4 separate regions of the Mus musculus genome follow, and regions 1, 2 and 4 are each linked to region 3. Evidence: chromatin contacts called from public promoter capture Hi-C data. All regions are on one chromosome and are shown on one strand. Each heading gives the region's core, a stretch centred on a gene start, on an enhancer-like site or on the middle of the called end of the contact. The rest is flanking DNA. Distances are from core to core; before and after follow the strand shown. Region 1 has its middle 41 kb from the start of Ptcd2. Region 2 holds the start of Mrps27 (mitochondrial ribosomal protein S27). Region 3 holds the start of Tmem171 (transmembrane protein 171). Region 4 holds the start of 6430562O15Rik (RIKEN cDNA 6430562O15 gene).

Evidence for each region. Promoter capture Hi-C pulls out the DNA fragments that hold promoters and counts their contacts. Capture Hi-C pulls out chosen DNA fragments and counts their contacts.
Region 1: a promoter capture Hi-C map of hematopoietic stem and progenitor cells shows a contact between it and region 3, with 3 times the contacts expected there. The contact joins the enhancer-like site here to the promoter of Tmem171 in region 3. A contact is called at or near these places in 9 of 39 promoter capture datasets (the C10 cell line, cranial neural crest, embryonic stem cells and 5 more), 3 of 115 datasets of contacts at active chromatin or transcription factors (embryonic stem cells and pancreatic cancer cells) and 1 of 9 other capture datasets (embryonic stem cells).
Region 2: a promoter capture Hi-C map of adipose tissue shows a contact between it and region 3. The contact joins the promoter of Mrps27 here to the promoter of Tmem171 in region 3. A contact is called at or near these places in 1 of 39 promoter capture datasets (liver), 4 of 115 datasets of contacts at active chromatin or transcription factors (bone marrow-derived macrophages, embryonic stem cells and memory CD8 T cells) and 2 of 9 other capture datasets (adipose tissue and liver).
Region 4: a contact with region 3 is called in a promoter capture Hi-C map of liver, with 3 times the contacts expected there. The contact joins the promoter of 6430562O15Rik here to the promoter of Tmem171 in region 3. A contact is called at or near these places in 5 of 39 promoter capture datasets (liver, neutrophils, pre-B cells and 1 more) and 1 of 9 other capture datasets (embryonic stem cells).

Annotation. Positions count from the first base shown.
Region 1 is chr13:99,302,643-99,305,342 of GRCm38.p6, reverse strand. No RefSeq gene overlaps it. Among named protein-coding and RNA genes, the nearest start is that of Ptcd2, 41 kb to the left of the region's middle. Within about 2 kb of position 1,287, at least 18 of the 459 cell types and tissues checked have an H3K27ac peak or open chromatin away from gene starts, as enhancers often do.
Region 2 is chr13:99,343,391-99,346,090 of GRCm38.p6, reverse strand. It overlaps Mrps27 (mitochondrial ribosomal protein S27), which reads right to left and starts at 1,305. Exons shown (of 11, transcript NM_173757.3): 1 at 1,216-1,305. The coding sequence starts at 1,288. It overlaps Ptcd2 (pentatricopeptide repeat domain 2), which reads left to right and starts at 1,413. Exons shown (of 10, transcript NM_026873.2): 1 at 1,413-1,527; 2 at 2,686-2,700. The coding sequence starts at 1,422.
Region 3 is chr13:98,693,577-98,696,276 of GRCm38.p6, reverse strand. Tmem171 (transmembrane protein 171) reads left to right here and starts at 1,435. Exons shown (of 4, transcript NM_001373965.1): 1 at 1,435-1,471.
Region 4 is chr13:99,411,563-99,414,262 of GRCm38.p6, reverse strand. It overlaps 6430562O15Rik (RIKEN cDNA 6430562O15 gene), which reads left to right and starts at 1,437. Exons shown (of 2, transcript NR_015515.3): 1 at 1,437-2,421; 2 at 2,692-2,700. Mrps27 (mitochondrial ribosomal protein S27) reads right to left here. Exons shown (of 11, transcript NM_173757.3): 10 at 1,898-2,068.

The DNA.
Region 1 (2,700 bases), core at 38-2,537, 610 kb before region 3:
AGGCCCAAAGCCAAACACTGGACAGAGCTCGGGAGTCTTGTGGAAGAGTTGGAGGGAGGATTGAAGGACCTGGAGGAGATAGGAACTCATCAGGAAGACCACCATAATCAACTGGCCTGGATCCTTGAGGGCTCCCAGAGTGTCAACCATAAACCTAAGAGCATATACAGGCTGGAATTATGCCCTCCACACATATGCAGCAGATGTGCAGCTTGGTCTTCAACTGGAGCGGGGGCTGTCCCTAAATCTGTTGCCTGCCCGTGGATCCCATTCCCCTAACTGAGCAGCCTTGTCTGGCATCAGTGGGAGTGGATATACCTAGTCCTGGTGACTTCCTAACTGGGCCACCCCTTGGTGGCCTCTTTCCTAGAGGTCCTTCAGTACTATACCAGAGCTTCATTCTCTCATACAGTGTCTTGATGTGTAAGGGTGGAGTGATACCCAGGGGTGTCTGCCCTTCTCAGAGAACAAAGGAAGGGGAGAATGGGGGAGGAACTGGGTGAGGGGGGACCAAGAGGAGGCAGGGGCTTCAATTGGGCTTTAAAATGAATAAATAAATTAATGAAAAAAAAAGAGGTCATCTAGAGTTGCATGTCTAAACCACCTTTAGCTTTTCCTAGTCCAACCCGTGTGACACCTGTCTCTAGACTAATCTTTTAATCCAAACAGCTGCCTCAGAGACGTCACTCGTCACTCGTGCCTCGCCTTCTGTGACTTTGCATGACCTCCAAATATGTCAGTGACACTTTAGCCCGTCCTTTCTATTGGGCAAGAATCTGGCTGTGTGTCCTCACTGAGAATCTGGTCCCTCGGTAGCCACTGTTTGCTTGTCTCTACACCCTGGCTTGATCCATTCGCCATTTGGGGCGGGGCCGGGCTGTTTTCTTTCTTTGAAGCTGCCCAGTCAATGCACAGAATGGGGTAGGGAGTTAGGCAGATCTAAGCTCATTTCCGGCTTTTCTCTCCACCCTTTGCAGGCTGCAGCCTAATCATGTTCTTCATCTGTGCAGCAAGACTCTCAGGCCAGACTGAGGCTTAGGGAGCTCTAAACCCCTCTTCTGTTTCTTGATAACTTCCTTGTACCCATTGAAGATCCTAAGCCAACAAGCCTCTATGGGACCTTAGGACAGGGTTTCTATGGGAAAACGAAGTTCTGGTATGGTACTGAAGGACCTCTGGGAAAGATGCCACCAAGGGGTGGCCCAGTTAGGAAGTCACCAGACCTTGGAGAAAGCCCAGAGGCCAGGATACATAGATTCACTCCCTTCCAGAATCATGCTGAAATTTCAGAGTGAGAGGGTGGAATCCAATATAGATTCTTGGAAAAGTGCCAACGGCCTCGCAGATGGGAGCAGCGTGGCTGGGACTCACAGTTAAATAAAGAGTTTCTGAATAACATATTTGTATAAATCAGGAGAAGTTTTCCCGAAAATGCCAATTAAGAAATTCAGTTCCAGAAGATTAAAACAAAACAAACCAAACAACCAAATGCTTTGGACATAAAATGTCTGCGCTCCTTTTAAAGAAATCACCTCATCAGTAGACCCTTAATTTACTGTGTGATCGGAACCATCTTTGACTGGTATAAGATGCGCACTTGGACCAACAGGCAGCCAAAGAGTACCTGTGAGATACGAACTACTGGAAACAATGAGTGGTGCCAGTCAGATTCCTGTCTTTCAAAAGCTGGAATAAGGAAACAAAAAGGAATGGGCCCAAGGCAACGGGAGTACAAATGGACTTTGCTGTGATATTATGAAATATGCATTTGTTCTCTGGCCTTGCTTCCTGGTATACAACTTCTAAGATCCTGCAATCTTCAAAGTGATGCCTTCTTCATGTTAGTGAGATGACTGATAAGCTAGCAGCTTCTAGCAAGCTTCGAGATGCAGATTAGTCATAGATCATACCAAGACAGGATTGGTGTCTTGGGATGCTTAACTCCCATTCCCCACCTCCCAAACTTGGTGGGTGAGGGCTGGGAAGGGCTGACAGTTAAGCTGATCACCAATGGCTAAGCTATATAATAAAACTTCCTTTAAAACCCCAAACCAAAAAGGACTGAATTTTAGAGTTTCTAGATAGCCCTACATGTGGAGATTCCTGAAGACCGGTTACCAAGAGAGGGCCAGAGGCCCAGCGTTCCTTCCAGCGACCTTGTCCTATGCATCTCCACATCTGCATCCTCCATGGTACCTTTTACAAATTCAAACAGTGAATGCCAATGTTTCCCTGGGTTCTGGAAGCTTCTATAGCACATTAGTCAACTCTGATGCTGACCTACAGCCAATCGAAAGCACAGTCCTAACAAAGTAAGAGTTTAAAACTGGCATCTAAAACGGAGGACTGTCTCATGGGACTGAGCTGTGGCCTGGCATCTGATGGTGTGTTCCAGTAGACAGTGTCAGGACTGAGCTGGTGCCTGCTTCAGTGCTAATTGCTTGCTTGGCTGCACAGCAACACCCCATGCCCTTACACATTTGATTAGAGCAGAGGTCTGTGTTGTGGAAGCATAGTAAGAGAAACAGTTTGGTTTGTTCCTGTATCCTTAGAGGTGCAAAGTTGGGGACATGACAAGCAAAACCAATGCAAAGCCATAATCCGGGACGTTTAGAAACCTCTAACAGGCAGCCTCAACCAGGTAGTAGAGAGAGGAAATTGAACAGAAGCAGCAGGGGAAACAAGAAGCCATGAGAAAGA
Region 2 (2,700 bases), core at 56-2,555, 650 kb before region 3:
ACTAACTGCCGTGAAGAAACTTAGTTTTTAATCTTATTTATCTTCAACTTAAATTTAAATAGCTACAAGTACTAGCAACTACCAAGTTGGGATAGCTTCAGAGTATAAACTGCCAAAGTAAAGGTTCTCTCAAGTTGCTCTGTGTAGTTTCCATTCCTTTGTTACAATAGTTGCCCCAGCCATTATAAGCAACCAACTTACTCTCCTGTATCTACTAGTGTGGGTCTTATGAAACTTCAAAGAATTTACTACCAATCACAATTAAATATGCCAAATAGCTCTACAAAGCACTCTTAGTGCCAAATATTGTTCGTATCAATTTGTCAAATGTGTGATATGAAGTGTTCTTGCCAGGTAGTTCAAACACTTTATCTTTAGAAAACTCTTGAGGACAACTGTGGAGTTTTTAAATGGCTGTACACTTACAGGAGTGAGAGCAAGTGAGCATTGCTTCTCTTTTTGTGACTGGTGTTAAGGGAGTCTGATTGAAAACAAGCAGCATTGCAAACATCCAAGTGTGGTTAGTTCATTTTACTTCTGTTATCTGGCACATCTTCAAGGATTACGAGATTGTAAGCACTACAAACTCGGGTTTTGCAAAAACTTCAAAACGTATTTTCACCATTAGGTACCCTAAAAAGGCTTTGAGTGATTATGTGATTCAACTCAAGCCATCAAATCGCTCTGCTTGTTTACCTACTGGTGGAAAAAAAAAAAAAAAAAGAAATGTCAGGCAGAAGTTGTGGCCAAGGTCACCAGGTAAAGTGAGGCTAGTGTTGAAAAATTCTTTCAGGAGATGAAGACCAAGGGTTCGGGTCATCAAGTACAAGGCAGTGAGGGAAAACTTTTGCCTGATGACCCTCCAAAGAAATCTCAGGGGAAGAAAACTGTTCTAGCCCACGGAGTGAACATATTTGGGTTTTTCATGATCACCAAGAAGTCTACTAATTTAATACATTAAACTTGCAAGACATACGCAGAACCTCATGCTACAGCCTTCCCCTACTTTTCAAAAGTTTGGAATGGCGGGTACTAGCCTTAAAGAAGAGGGATTATTTTTCCTTTCTGGGTTACCAATACCCTAAACGGCTTCTCTAGCAACCGGATCCCAGACGCACTTATGCGCTTCCTGGAAGCCCATCACCCCCTTCCTTCAATAAACAGCGTGCTGGGAGGCCTAAATGGAGCTGCAGCTCCAAGGCAGCAGCCACCAACCTGCGAGGCAAAGGCGAGACGCGTCTAGTCGCCGAGCCAGGAGCATCCCACACCGCACCATGGGAGCCGCCATCTTGGAGCGCACCAAGTGGAAGGCGGGCGTGGGGGGACAGGCACAGAGCCCGCCTCCGCCGGAAGTGGTCCTACCACCTCAGAGGTCCCCCCTGCCCGGGTCCCGCAGATGGTGCAGCCCGGCCCGGAACAACATGGCTACAGTGTTTCGGCCCCTGGAACGCCTGCGGGTGCCGCGTCCTTCGCTGCATCCCGGGGTGACGGGCTCAGGCTCCGCCTGCTGCCGCTGCACTCTCGGAGGTACGAGCGGCCGCACGCCTGGAAGGAGGGAGGGTGGAAGAGAAGGGAGCGTGAGCCCACCGCGGCCTCTCTTTTTGGAGGAGGCTCGTGCGCCCTTTCCCTTTTGCTGCACGCGTGAGCAGCCCGGTTTGCTTCCGGACTGTGAACCCCTCTGCTCTGTGCCTGGAAAGCAAAGGGCAGCTAGGGACTGCACTTGCAAAGGTCCAAGTTGCTCTTCGAGAACATACCTCAGTCGTCGGGTGTCCTTTTCTGCAAGGTTTTGGTGCGGAGTTTAAGAGATGGGAACCCAAGCTGTGCTGCTTACATTCTCAAAGACTCGAGGCAGGCGTCCTCATCCCCCAAATTATTCCTTACCGCCTTTCTGAAGGCGTGACTGCTATTGATAATAAAATTATTATAATGTGGGCGCGCACACACACACATAGCATCCAGTGACAGAGGTACCCTTCTTCATTTACAGAATAGGAAGTAGACAAGGTTGTCACTCGCCCAAGGTCACAGGGAGCTGGCAGATGCTGTATTTGAACTAAAGACCCAGATCTGACAGCGTCACAGGACTGCCTTTTCATAAACAACTATTTTTGTTACTACCTTACTGTGTCAGATCTCAGTGCACGGTTCATCTGTTTTTATCTCATGCACAGCCAACGATGCAGAAGGGTACATTCCAGACTTGCTGATCTGTGGTCAGTGATTTCTGATCTAGGGTTACTGAGTCCAGATCTGAAAGGCTATCTTCAGTGCCGAAGTTTCAAAACTGGAAGTCATGATATAGCTTTTCCCAATATTTCATGTTTCTCCCAAAATAAACCAAGCAAAAGTGTGTGTGTGTGTGTGTGTGTGTGTGTGTGTAGGTGTCTGCAGTGTGTGTGTGTGTGTGTGTAGGTGTCTGCATTGCTAGCCCCCAACTAGATAGCAAATGCCCATTTGTTCTTCATAGCTCATCTTGTCAACCAGTCTTCACACTCCATCAATCCCTACCTCTTTCAAATGTAAGACTTGCATTCAATACTTGACTGGAGATGTTTGCTTCTCACCAGGGATATATAGTATTTGTACCTCTCTGGATGGATCCTTTAGAGGCAACCATGCTCTTATTTGCTGCGGGGGAGGGGGAGAGCAATCAAAATGACTTTATTTTCTTTTTCTACTTTTTAGCTAAAAGATACCTAC
Region 3 (2,700 bases), core at 186-2,685:
GTTTGCTAGGTCCCCATCCACTTATGACCCCAACCTTCCCAGAGACCTGAAGACACACAATAGGGGACCATGGGCTGAAGATGAAGGCAGGAACTCCCTGCAGAGCCAGCTGGGTGCTGGATACTGATATTAGCCAGTATGTAAGTCTGCCTTGTTAGAGACCCCATGCTCAGAGCACCCTGACTGTGAGAAAGCCCACATCTGGCCCGCTAGACCTGTGTGCCCACCACATCCCCATGGCTATGTGCTTCCCTGGTGAGCCCCCATCTTACCCTTCCCACTCCACCAGTCCCCAAACCTTTTTGACCCCACCGTGACCCCTTTCTTTGCCTCTGCTTACCAAGCCTAACTCATCCATCAGGAAGCTAACAAGAATGGATGGGCTTTCAAGGAGACAGGAAGCTAGGGAGAAAAGGCAAGGGTGGGAAAGTCCCCAGAGCTCTGGGTGCCTCTGTGTTTGGGTCCAGAGCACACTTGACTTACCTCTCACAGTGGCCTGACCTCTGGTGTGGAAACTAGCACAGTTGGATAGTTGTCAAGTGTCACGGGGCAGGTTACAAATAGCATGGGGATTAGCAAACCCATCAGACACTCCGTTCAAGGGCAGGGAGAGTTAACAGTTTAATCTCCAGAGCTCCAGGAAGGGTGCTTTATGGCAAAGGAGGGCTGCATGCATATATATGACCAGGAAGGGACAGGGGTGACCCACTACAGGACTTGCTGGGTATAAGCTTCAGTCTACGAGCTAGGCTATCATGTTGAATGGTTAGCATACAAGGTCCCCGGCCTCACTCTTCAGGGACTCCTGGGGGTCCCCATTATCCTCTTGTAGAAAACTACCTGCGAGGTTCTAGGTCCCGGGACTCCCGTCAAGGTCTCAGAGTAGTATAGTAGAAGGGCCACCTGCCCTCGGACTGGCAGTGGCGGCAGAATGGCGGGGGTTGAGGGTGGGGGGCTGCTTGGTCGTGGACTGTGGCCCGACTTTCCCTGTTGCTCTTCCCCGGGGCTCAGGTATTCCTCAGCCGGCCCCTTCCCCCTCCCGGAGCGCTGCACCTAGGCTGCTAAGGGACCAGCTCCTTTCTCAGATGCCCGCCTCCGTGTCGCCACTTCACGCAGCCCCAGCTGGACTCGCTGGCACCCACAACTTGGTGGAGCGTGCCCATCTGCCTCCCCCCCGCCCCCCACGTCGATCCCTCGCTTGCACTGCCAAGTCTTATGGTCCCAGGGCCGCGAAGCTGACCCTAGTTCTGTGCTCCGGAGCGGCGCGCCGGTGCCTCAGGAGGGCAGCGCCCGGTGGCGGCCAGATCCTACCGGCCAGCCCTGCCCTGCCCTGCCCGGCCGCCGCACCCGCGAGCCGGGCTCTGCCTGGCTCTCTGCACACGGAGGAGGCCCGCCCTCCGCGCCCGGACGCGCAGAGAGGGTGTGCGTGGAGCCAGGGGTGTGGCGGAGAGTCCCAGGACCAGCAGCGCAGGTAAGGGGCTCCCCGAAAGGCAGCTGCTCCTGAGTCCCCGCAAAGACATTCTCCTCTCCAGGCCTTGCTTTGCCAACCCTCCAGAGCTTTGGATGAAGAGATGTGCCGTTGATTTGGGTCTGGCTTTTGGAATATGCAAAGGAGCGTTTAGTAGGGCAGATTTGGCTTTGTGAGGAAACTGAGTTTAGAGTAGAAAAAGTTCGGCTTCGTATATAATTTCCCATCTATTTGGTTGTCCCTGGGTGTCCGTGTTTTGAGCGCACCTAAGGGGGCCGCTGAAGCGATCCTCGCCTTAGTTTGGATCAGGGACAAACATGTTCTAGTAGGTGTCCTGGAGTGAAAGAAAGTACAAATCTAGTTCGGTGCTTCTACTGTTTTTGTGTTGGTGTTTGAGAATTTGCCTTAAAACAGGTGAAGCTCAGCGACTGGCTACAAAGCTGAAGACACCAAAAAAACCCAGTGAGTTAAAGCAGCGGTGGGATTATGTGATTGGGGGAAGATGTGTTTTAAATTAGCAGGATGCTTTAAGTCTTCCATCTTAGCATCACCATGAAATGTGGCTTTTGCAAGTTTGAGAGAAATGCATCCTTCACTCCTCTGCGTCTTCTTCTTCTTCTTCTTCTTCTTCTTTTTTTTTTCTCCACTTCCTTCTGATTCTATCACACTCTCCCTGGGAAAAGCACTTCCTAGGACAGCAATGTCACCCATCTCCTTCCATCACCCAAACTCACCTTCCTTACCCACGAGCCTGGCAAGATGATCTTGGTCTTGCAGCTGTGAGCTCCGTCAGAGGATCATGAATGTGAATGGCAGAATATGTTTGAAAGTTTTCTGTGTTTGACTATGTCCTTCCTGACTTTGGATTGTGTTCGTGAGAGCTACAGTGAGGTCTTGTACTCCCATTTACCAGACTGAGGCAAGGTCAATGGTTCAAAGATCAGTGCTGTGTGAACCAGCATGCCCTTTAACCATTGCTTGCGAGGTCAGGTAATAATACTCTTTTGTTTTTGTTTTATTTTGAGACAGGGTCTCTCTATTACGTAGCTCTGGCTGTCTTGGAACTCACTCTGTAGATCAGGCTGGCCTCAAGCTTAGAGATCCTCCTACCACTGTCTCCCATTAATGGTGTGTGCCACCGTGACCTTGTGTCGACTCGTGGAAGGTGCTTTTTCACTTAGTTCCACTTTTGGTTTCCCAGCAAGTTTTGTTAGCCTTCTGTGCTTTGTAAC
Region 4 (2,700 bases), core at 188-2,687, 720 kb before region 3:
TAATGCTAAACAGCTTTCCAGAGTGCCTGAGCACTGTAGGCCTCCACCTGCTGTGCTCCCCCACAGGTCAGCCCTTCCCTCCTGCCTGCTTACAGCTCCGTCTGAGAGGGCAGCCTGGTAGGGTCAGTGTAGCAGCCCAGAGACTTACTAAAAGCATTAATCAATTTAAGTGCTTCTAGACACAGATCACCAGAGAGTGACATTTAGGACCCCAGCTGCAGCTGAGAGTCACATGTGCTCGCACCCCGAGGTGACTTAGCGTACAGCATAGGATCTGGCAGAACGGCAAAGGGGGCCAGACCGATGGGATCTAAGGAGCAGACTAATTATAAAAACAGACCCAAACAGATGACCTCAGACTAATGAAAAGCAGGCAACAGGAAGAAAATGTAAACTGAAAACCATTTCTTCCTAACATAATTTTCCAGGTAGTCTGAGGCCAAAGAGAAAGCCAGGAAATCTCAACTGTGAGGAGGTTGGCTTTGTCCAAATCCCAGCTCACTGCTGGGTCACATAAGCCGAGACTCTCCCGCCCAGGCCTCCTGTGAGGATAAAGGAAATGGGGGAGGGGGCTTACAGCTGCTAACATAGCTAAGGTCACAGATGGCAGGCTACAAACATGTGTTTCTGTTCTTTCTTGGATGCTCAGACAGTGTCCCATGGCAGTAAAAGGGCTAGAAGCTAGTGAAGACAAAGGTCTCCATCCTCTGAGACGCAACGGACAAAAAACGGCCAAAAGTCAAAAAGCAATCAAAACTGAGTACAACATTTACAAAACCCAGGCAAACCTGACGCCTGACAGTGGCTCAGCAACCTCAGGCAGCATTCAGCAGTGTGGTCATTCTTTTTTTTAATGTTTTGTTGTTGATGTTGTTTTTTCAAGACAGGGTTTCTCTGTGTAGCCCTGGCTGTCCTGGAACTCACTCTGTAGACCAGGCTGGCCTCAAACTCAGAAATCCTCCTGCCTCTGCCTCCCGAGTGCTGGGATTAAAGTCGTGCACCACCACGCCCAGCAAGTGTGGTGATTCTTGTTTTCTTTAAGTTTTATACACTGACAAGCAAAGTTAAGAGAAAGAACTGTGTCTAAGTTCTCTACTCTGCTTTGTCCTTGGGGTATGACAAGGAACATCAATCTTTTTATTCTTAGTTTCAAATTACAGGAGAGAAGCTAAGAATGACTTCCCTTCAGAAGTATTGGGGAGAAAAAACCCTAAAATACCATGGGATCCTGTGCTACGGCAAGGCCTGCCATTGCTGGGTCAGAAGAGACAGACTCACGGGCAGGAGCCCAGCTCTCCTTCCTGCTGTGAAAAGGCACAGTGCAGCAGCAGGCGTGGGAGGAGAATTCTCCCGCTCCTATGATGACATCATAACCTGAAAGTACTTCCTTCTTTTTGTATTAAAGAGACAAGAAACAAAGCAGAGAGCAGGCTCAGGGATTTTCTTCCCTGACACAAACAGCAGAGCATTTGGGACAGAGAGCTCACTGACAGTTTGAGTGCTCAGCACTGTTCTGGAAACCTGTCCACAGGCAGTGTCTCTAATGGCCCTGCTGAACAGCACAAAGCTGCCAGCTAAGCGCCACAAAGGATTCGTGAGTCTTATCTCTGCTGAAGCTGTGACTGACCCAGCACATTTGGTGTAGTGTAGAGAAATGGCTGGTCACTTGCCACCCTGAGTGGGAATCAGGCTGCTGTTGAGAAGCCGCTGGGGTGCCGTGCTGCCCCAGGGAACGGAACCGTGACATCAGCTCAAGCATGAAGTCGTAACAATGCCACTGCTTTCCCAAAAGGCCACGGTCTGTGGGAAGGAACACAACTGCAATTCTTGATGCGAGTTTTTCATGCCTTTGTGTGTGACTGATGCAGGAAAAGGCTCAGTTTCTACTACGAATCACCTGAAAGCGCTCGAGGTATCGGGGAAGCTTGGACTGTTCTGGTTCCTCAGTGTCTAGCTGCTCCACCAGGTTTGCTGAGCCCAAGCCATCTTCACCTTCCTGAGGCTGTGCCTCTGAAGTCTGGACATCTGGAGACGTCACCACCTTCAGGACTCCATCCAGCACATCGAGCTGTAGGGCACAGGAGAGTCAGGAGGACATCTGTTATAGACTTGACTGTGTGCAGGCCAACTTCAAAGTGTGTGTTCCTTGGTTATAATGACTGAGAAAGAGCATTAATGATATCAGCATAATGTGCCATGGGAGACACTGGGTTGAGGACCTCAGGACAGAAATGAAAGCTGAGTGGTGAGCCTTGGCATTTCAGAGTCAAGGCCACACAGAAGAGCATCTCCAAGGGTGTAGGCTAGGCAGCTAGCCAGCTCCCAGGGCTTCATGTCTCTCTGCTCCCTCCCTGCCATTACCGGACGATAACTGCACTCCTGGGCCTGGCTTTTTAAGTGGTTCTGGGGATCTGAACTCAGGTACGTAAGCTTGTGAGACAGATACTTTACCAATAGCCAAGGATAATGGAGAAAAGTGCTATGTAGTCTCTCCATACTACAGGAGGGGTAAATCCACCAAAACTACTTAAGTTTCTATTCCACCGCCGTAAATCCCTTTTGGATGGGGGAGGTGGTGAAGAGGGTGGTATTTATTGATCTGAGCTTGAATGTAAGGGAGCAGACAGCTTTCCTTTCACTTAATGATGTATGAATCAACAATAATCTGATTTTCCATTGCCTTTTTGACAGCCACACTGA